Linked DNA regions of Oryctolagus cuniculus: region 2 is linked to region 1. Evidence: chromatin contacts called from public Micro-C data. All regions are on one chromosome and are shown on one strand. The core of a region is the stretch at or near the end of the contact, and the rest is flanking DNA. Distances in the headings are between cores, read along the strand shown. Region 1 holds the start of LOC100340719 (guanine nucleotide-binding protein G(q) subunit alpha). Region 2 overlaps LOC100340719 (guanine nucleotide-binding protein G(q) subunit alpha).

The links. A called contact is a pair of places that touch in the nucleus more often than the background predicts.
Region 2: a Micro-C map of ear pinna shows a contact between it and region 1, with 2.5 times the contacts expected there. The contact joins the enhancer-like site here to the promoter of LOC100340719 in region 1. A contact is called at or near these places in 3 of 6 Hi-C or Micro-C datasets (ear pinna, psoas muscle and an unstated tissue).

The regions. Positions count from the first base shown.
Region 1 is chr1:152,216,608-152,220,031 of mOryCun1.1, forward strand. It overlaps LOC100340719 (guanine nucleotide-binding protein G(q) subunit alpha), which reads left to right and starts at 1,631. Exons shown (of 7, transcript XM_051858885.2): 1 at 1,631-1,957. The coding sequence starts at 1,822. It overlaps LOC103348424, which reads right to left and starts at 847. Exons shown (of 2, transcript XM_051858926.2): 1 at 488-847; 2 at 70-222. The coding sequence starts at 708. The coding sequence ends at 117.
Region 2 is chr1:152,401,378-152,405,000 of mOryCun1.1, forward strand. The region is part of intron 2 of LOC100340719 (guanine nucleotide-binding protein G(q) subunit alpha); the gene reads left to right. Among named protein-coding and RNA genes, the nearest start is that of GNA14, 200 kb to the right of the region's middle. Within about 2 kb of position 1,659, at least 2 of the 8 cell types and tissues checked have an H3K27ac peak or open chromatin away from gene starts, as enhancers often do. A contact at or near this core is called in ear pinna, where this site is marked.

The sequences.
Region 1 (3,424 bases), core at 381-2,880:
TTTACATAAACTTAACCGGAAGTGGAAAAGGAAAAATAAGAAAAAAAAAAACCTAGAAACAAATCTTGATTTTCCCATTTAAAATTTTTTATTCTTTTCTTTCATCCCGCACGGATTTACATGCTCCCAGAAGCCACCCATAAGTTCCATCTCGGTGGAGCAGGGTACATTCGGTGACTTGGCTGTGAAAACATCGCGTGCCTTTTCAAAAACGAGGAGCATCTGTAAAACGGAAACAAGAACAACAGAAAACCAAAACCAAAATCACCTCAACAGCATGAAAAGTTGGAGCCTGCCAGGAAGCTCCCGGCAACTTGGGCAGCTTCATTTTTCTGCTCAGATTTCTATCTCAAGTGAATTGCAGGGTCCTCGCCCCCTACCCCTCGGGGAGGCAGTGACCACTCCTCTCCGGCCACAGCCCACCCGGAGAGAATCGTATTTTCTAAGATTCAACTGGGGTCAGTAGTGACGAGAGGCAGCTTCTAACCGAATGGCGTTTGAGGAATAACCTCGGGAAAAGACAGAGGCCACCGCACAGCGGCCTCGCGGAGCCGGGCAGGGGGTCTCCGGCGCTGCCAGCGGGGAGCCGGGCAGGGGGTCTCCGGCGCCAGCCGGTGCATGGGCTCGGGGCCGACTCCCGCGGCTTCCAGGCGGGGCCGAGGCGGCGCTCCGGGGCTGGTGGGCTGAGAGGCAGGCGGAGGCCGCCATATTCCCGCTCCACCACGCCCGGGCGGCCGCAGGTTGCCGGGGTTCCGGCCCGCGGTCGCAGCCGCCCGCTCAACCCGAGCGGCTGTCAGCGGGCCCTGCCCCTAGCCGAGGGCGGCTGCGTCCGCCGGAGCCCGCCGGCCTCCACGGAGGGCGCGGGAGAGGGCGGCGCCCGCGGAGCCTGAGGGGGCCGGCCCAGTCAGGGAGCTGCGCGAGCGAGGCGAGAGCCGCACTGGGCGGCGCGGCGCGCGGCTGCGAGCCCAGGGAGAGCCTTCCAAGAGGGGCCGGGCGGCTCCGCCTCCCGCGCCCGTCCCTCCGCCTCCGCCTCCTGCCCCTCCTCCTCCTCCGCCTCCTCCCGCCGCCGCCGCTGCCGCCGCCGCCGCCGCCTCCCTCCCGGATCTGTGCTCCAGTTCAGAGAAAGAAGAAAATGTGTGTGTGTGGCGAGGGGGAGGGCGATCACTGAGCAGCCGCTCCGCGCCTGGCAATCGGGGCCGGGGGTGGGCGTTTGGCGGAGGCGGAGGCGGAGGCGGAGGCGGAGGAGCGCGCGGCGGGCCGGGCCGGCGAGCGGGGTTTGCGCGCTTAGCCGGGCGGTGGGCGCGGGCAGGGCCGCGGGCGCCCGGGAGCCGTGTCAGGCGGCGGCGAGGAGCGGGCGCGCCGGGTGCGGGGAGCGGTCGGCGGCCGCTCGCTAGGGGGGCGCCCCGGTGGATGTGCTCTCGCCGCCGGGCGCAAACCGTAGGGGAGCCTCGGCGGCGGCGCGGGGGGCGAGGCGGGCTGCCCGTTCCCGGGGAAGGAGGCGCGGGCGTCTGAGCGAGGCCGGGCGCGGCGGCCTTCCCTTGCGCGCCCCCCGAGCCAGCGCCCGCGGCCGCCTCCCGCGCCCGCCTCGCTCCGCCGGGCGGCGAAGGCCTCCTGCGCCCGCCTAGACCCCGGCCCACCTGGTGGCCCCGGCCCTGGCCGTCGCCCCCGCGGCGGTTCCGCGATCTCATCCCGGACGCGCGCCCAGGCGGCGGGGGCTCAGCGGCCACCGCTGCCTCGGGGGAGCGAGGGCGGGAGGGTGTGTGTGTGCGCGCGTGTGAGCAGGGGGTGCCGGCGGGGCTGCAGCGGAGGCACTTTGGAAGAATGACTCTGGAGTCCATCATGGCGTGCTGCCTGAGCGAGGAGGCCAAGGAAGCCCGGCGGATCAACGACGAGATCGAGCGGCAGCTCCGCAGGGACAAGCGGGACGCCCGCCGGGAGCTCAAACTGCTGCTACTGGGTGAGTACGGCCCGGGCCGGCCGTGCGGGCCCTCCCCCGGGCCTCTGCGCGCCCCCAGCCCCCGCCTCCGGCCCCTCCGGGCAGCCGCCCCCAGCCCCCGGGCTCGCCCCTACCCTCCCCGGGCGCGCCCCCGGCCTCCACCCGCACCCGCGCGGGTACGCGCGCGCGCGCACACACACGCCCGTGCGCGCGGAGGGTTCGGGGCTGCCTTGTTGGGTGCCTCGGCGCGTGCTGTCTTGTGTGTCCCTTGTTGTGGGGGGGGCTTGCGTTCTCTGCGGTGTCTCTGCTCAATGGCAGATCAGATCTGGCTAGGGGCGCGGGGCTGGGAAGGTGGGCTGAGGGCTTGAACTTGCAGCGCCGGGGCCGCCGCGCCCCCAGGGGTGGTGGAGCTGTGTGTGTGTGTGTGTGTGTGTGTGTGTATGTCGCCCGGAGGGTGGCGAGCCGAGCCGGGGCACAGGGCGCGGGCGGGCGGGGGGGAGATGGCGCGCCGTGAGGTGGCCGTTGTGCATCCATTATCGGTGCGTTCTGGGGTCCAGGAGAAGTGGGGGAGCCACCGGTGGGCAGACTGGCGAGTGGGATCCCCAGGGGTGAAAACTAGAAGCCCAGCAGGGGTCGACCCTCCCCAGCCAGGGGTTCGTGGGGTGGGGGCGGGGAGGGCGGGCAAGCCCCCGTGTGTCACCCGAGTGTTCTTCTGCAGCCACCAGGCCACCCACAGGAGGGGCCCAGCAGAGTTTCTTGGCCAGTGGATGGTGGCAGGCGTGCTTCTCGGCTGCACCATTCCTTCCGGATTAGGACCGGGGCGAGGGGAGCGTGGCTGGCGTGGTTGTTGACAGCGACGGGTATCTTTTGTCTAATGAGGCATCCCAGATCTAGGCCTGAATTCACAACAGTACCGCAGCCTTTCCGTCCCTCTCCGGGGGAAAGAGAGAAACCTTTTGTTTGAAACGGACAGCATTGTAGTGTCTTGGGCATCAGGGCTGCAAAGGAAAATTTCCCTCTGGTCTCTGAATCAACAGCCCCGCGTTCTGCTTTCACGCGAAGTTAGCAAGAGAATGCCGTCTCTCGAATAGGCGTCTATGGATGATTACCTCCGAGAGAATGCTCGGAATCAGGCCACCAGGGTTCACAGACAAGCCAGCGTGAGGGCACCCGGAGCTATTGTGGTCGGCAGAGGCCTGGAGGACGTCTGCACTTGTGTTCTGCGTGTTTGTGTGTGCATAATAAATGCGCGTCTCCGACAGGAGAGAGTGTGGTCTGGGCAGTTCGGGTGGCAGAAGCCTGTATTCCCTCTCTTATCTTGAGCATTCCATCTGCTGGAGAACCAACTGTCTTTGGGGACTCAACTGCTCGTGCACTGGATCCTTTGCAAACAGGAACAAAATAACAGGGCCACCCGTACTTACGAATGGCTACTCTGCTCGCCGGGCTGTGTGTCTTCCTTCTGAAGCCCTGTTAGACAAATGTACA
Region 2 (3,623 bases), core at 409-2,908, 180 kb after region 1:
GATGGACAAGTAGCAGTTTTTATGTGTGGATAAAGGGCAAGCAGGGCGAAGAGCCTCAGGGATTGCTTGGGGTTCTGAACAGGACCTCCCTTTGGTTCTCAAAGTCAAGTAAAATTAAAGCAGAGCATGGGAGGTGAGACTAGGACATTCCACAGATCAGAAACACTTCATCCTATGGATTTGGGGAGCCATGGAGGGTTCTAAGCAAGGGATGTGTTGGTGCTTGCGTTCATGAGAGACCACCTCAGGGCAGTGTGGAGAGTGGACTGAGCAGACCTCTTCCCAGGTGCAGGACGTAAACGTGGAAGCTGTTGCTGTGCTCTCAGTGGGAGAGAAGAGGTCCAGAACTGAGGCAGGGGAAGAGGAGACAGGAAAGAGAAGAGGTCCAGAACTGAGGCAGGGGAAGAGGAGACAGGAAAGAGGGCATTCACACGGCACGCAGTGACTAATTAGAGGTGGGTGCCGGAGGCCAGGAGGAGCCAGGATTGTCCAGTGTTTCTGGCCCAAGTGATTTGATGATTCACCACTGACTGGCTAAAATAGGAGGAAGAGCGGCTTTCGGGGAAGTGGAGGCAGCTGGGGGGCATGTTGGGCTAGAAGGCCCCTACATGGGATAGGAGGTGCAGTGTGCGGCAGGCGTTTTTCATTTCTGCCCTGGAACTCAGGTGAAGAGCCTGGCTGGAAGGGTGGAGTTCTGTTGGTTTCATAGCACAAGGAAAAAGTGGTGTCAGAAAGCCACCGGCAGGCAGAGTGGTCACTGTTACCAATGACTGTAAAGAAAGCGAGTGAAGAAGAACTGAAGATGATCTGTTGGATTTGATCATCTTGGGGCAGCGCTTGCCCTGTGGAACTGCTGTGGAGCTAGAAGCAAGCTCAAAAGTGTGGGAGCTGAGGGGCAGGGAGCAGGTTGCAGAGCCCATAGGGATGATTTTGTTCAGTTTGGCTGGGAGAGCACTCAGAAAGCACCAGCCAGAAAGGGATCACTGGGGTCACGGTGGAATCACGTTTTATTTGTCGACTCCTCATGGCTGCTGGTTGAATTCTCCCAACCTGACCCCTATCTCAAGACTTTGTTGGGGTTTATGCACTTAAATCCTGAGAAGTAAATCAAGTCTTTGGTACTACTTGTATTCCTAATTCTAAAATAGTTTTAGGATGCTCGTTTTGAGAGTCATGTTTTAATTCACCCATTCTGGCAGTGAGATTTTATTTCTGTTCCTTTCTGGAAAACCCTTGGGAGTATCAGTCATCCTCTTCTGCAGTTAAATAAGTGATGTCCTTTGCTGTCGGCTGGAGCTGGGGTGCTGTCCTGTGACTCATGCGTTCTCATTCACAGCGTGTTGAGCAATGCACTTGGTACTCGTGCCTAATAAAGCATGCTGAGGATGTTGTCACTGAGCTCGAATTTTCCTCAATGGGGCTGGATTCCTGTCACCACGGATTCCTCTTGCCGTGCTCTGAGACACTGCTCAATGAAACGTTTGTCCTTTTTTGCTTTGTGATGTCTAGAATGCCATCTTCTCCAACACATCATTGGATTTCACTGCTGAATATTTCTCTCTAGTTTTGAGTTGGATTTTTAAATATTGCTGGTGTTCTATTCCTTCTCTTTCCCACCAAGCAAGAATTCCTTGGAAGGTCTTCCATCGCCAGTCCCCTCCAGATTGCCTCAAGGGAGGCCAGGAGCCATCCACAGTACAGCAAACGATGTAGACATTGGCCCTGGGGAGAGGCCAATGCCACAGCCCTCAGGAGGGCAGAGGCTCACTTCCCTGGATAGACTGCTTCTTGTTCCCACCACACTAATTAATTGTCATCTCAGAAGGCAGTGAGACCAATTGTTCCAGCACCGCCCTGGCCAAGCCGATGCTGGAAGAGGTAGCGAGCTGCCAGCTTTTCTGCAGTTGGCTGGGAGTCTGTATCCCAGCCGTCTGGTGGAGGAGACAAGCCAATTTGGGGCTTGCCATGCTGCCTCAGAGATGCCAGCCGTGGAGTTGCTTGTAGAGAAAGTGGGAGCATAAAACTGGAGTGAGGTGGCATGAAGACCTGAAACCCTGGTGTGCATTCGGGCACAGGGAAGTGTACGATTTGCCCGGGAAGCGGAAGTTGCCCTGTTCAAAACGGGCTTGTAAGTTCTTTGCCACTTAACACGTCAACAACATTGTCATCTTTAGTCTTTACTTTCCACCTCAGCGAGGAGGAAGAATGTGTCGTCTGTGACCCTGAAAGCTCCTTGGAGGGCGTGGCCATATGTGGAGAGAGAACTGTGATGAAAATGACCCTGGGAGACAGAGGCAGGTGGGGCTCTTGTCATTGTTCCAGGTGGAGAAAGTGAAGCAGCAGATCCCTTAGGTCCTTTGTTGAAGGTCCTACATAACTGCTTCTCAAAGCTAGGGTTGCCAACATAACATCATCACCTAAAAACTCTTAAAAACAAAAACAAAACAAAATAACAACAACAACAGAAAAGCTACAGGCTTGAAGGGGCACAAGCTGAAATGGATAAACCTCTGCTCACGCTTAGGGCTGTTACTAGCGCCTAAGTGTGCTGTGTACAAATGGAGAAGGATATCCTCAGTCCCCACGCAGGGAAATTGCAAAATAGGCGCTTCTTGCTCATGAAGTAAGGCCGAGCTTCGTGAGCTGAATGCAGACTGGGTCCTCAGCCCCAGGCTGACCACCACTGTGTGTACCTTTGCACAAGGCACAGACCACACACCACGTGTGGAGGACTGAGGTGGGCATTTGTTTTGACCATGGATAAGTTCATGTAACCAGTTGGGCAAAATCCTTCTTTTATCTTGGCCCTCTTCCATTCCCAAGCTTAAAAAGAAAGCTCATTAAATAACTTAATTGTGAGTGCCCCACCTTAACGGTATTCTTAAGGAACTCCAACTTTTAAACCATTTTTCTCTCCCTGCAAATTGTACTACCCACCCTTCCTTTTTGATATCTGCTGTAGCAAATCAGATGGCCACACTCTGCCCACAGGACGTGGTCTTTAAAGGAGTCATTTCCTCTTCCATCTCCTCCGGGCCATTCCCATCGTGTTTTTCGTGGCACTGGCAACAGGAAGGCACATTGAATAGCAGCGCTGAAAAGGCACTTTGTTGTTTATGTTATTACTGTGGGTTTGTCTTTGCCTAATAATTAGCGTTTCCGGCTTTCTGAATTTATTTGCCAAAATATTTGCAGAACTTTTGTGAACAAATAAGGGATGTTTCTAGACATAACTGACCACTGCCTTGCAGGCTGAGCAAACGCCTGGCGGTCTGTCTTTTGGGATGGGTTTGTTCAGGGAAAGATTATCCTAGTAAGGGAAAAACCTTCTAAATCGCTAGCCTGGTGTTGGTGGTGTCCCAGAGGCCGCAGTTCCAGGAAGGTCGAAGCAGTCCAGTGTTCGTTTCAGGACAGGGTAGGTCATTGTCAGCAGTGGCAAGGCCAAGGGTTACACTGGCCAAAATCGCATCCTGTCTGAATTCCACGTTGGCCATGTTCCCGCAAGCCTAGCTTCCTCATCTATGACAAGAGATAATGATGTTTCCCTAGTCTAGCTTGTAGAACTGCGCCTGAGGGTTAAATGAAAGAGAATGTATATTCAAGTGCTCTGCTACCTCGGCCAC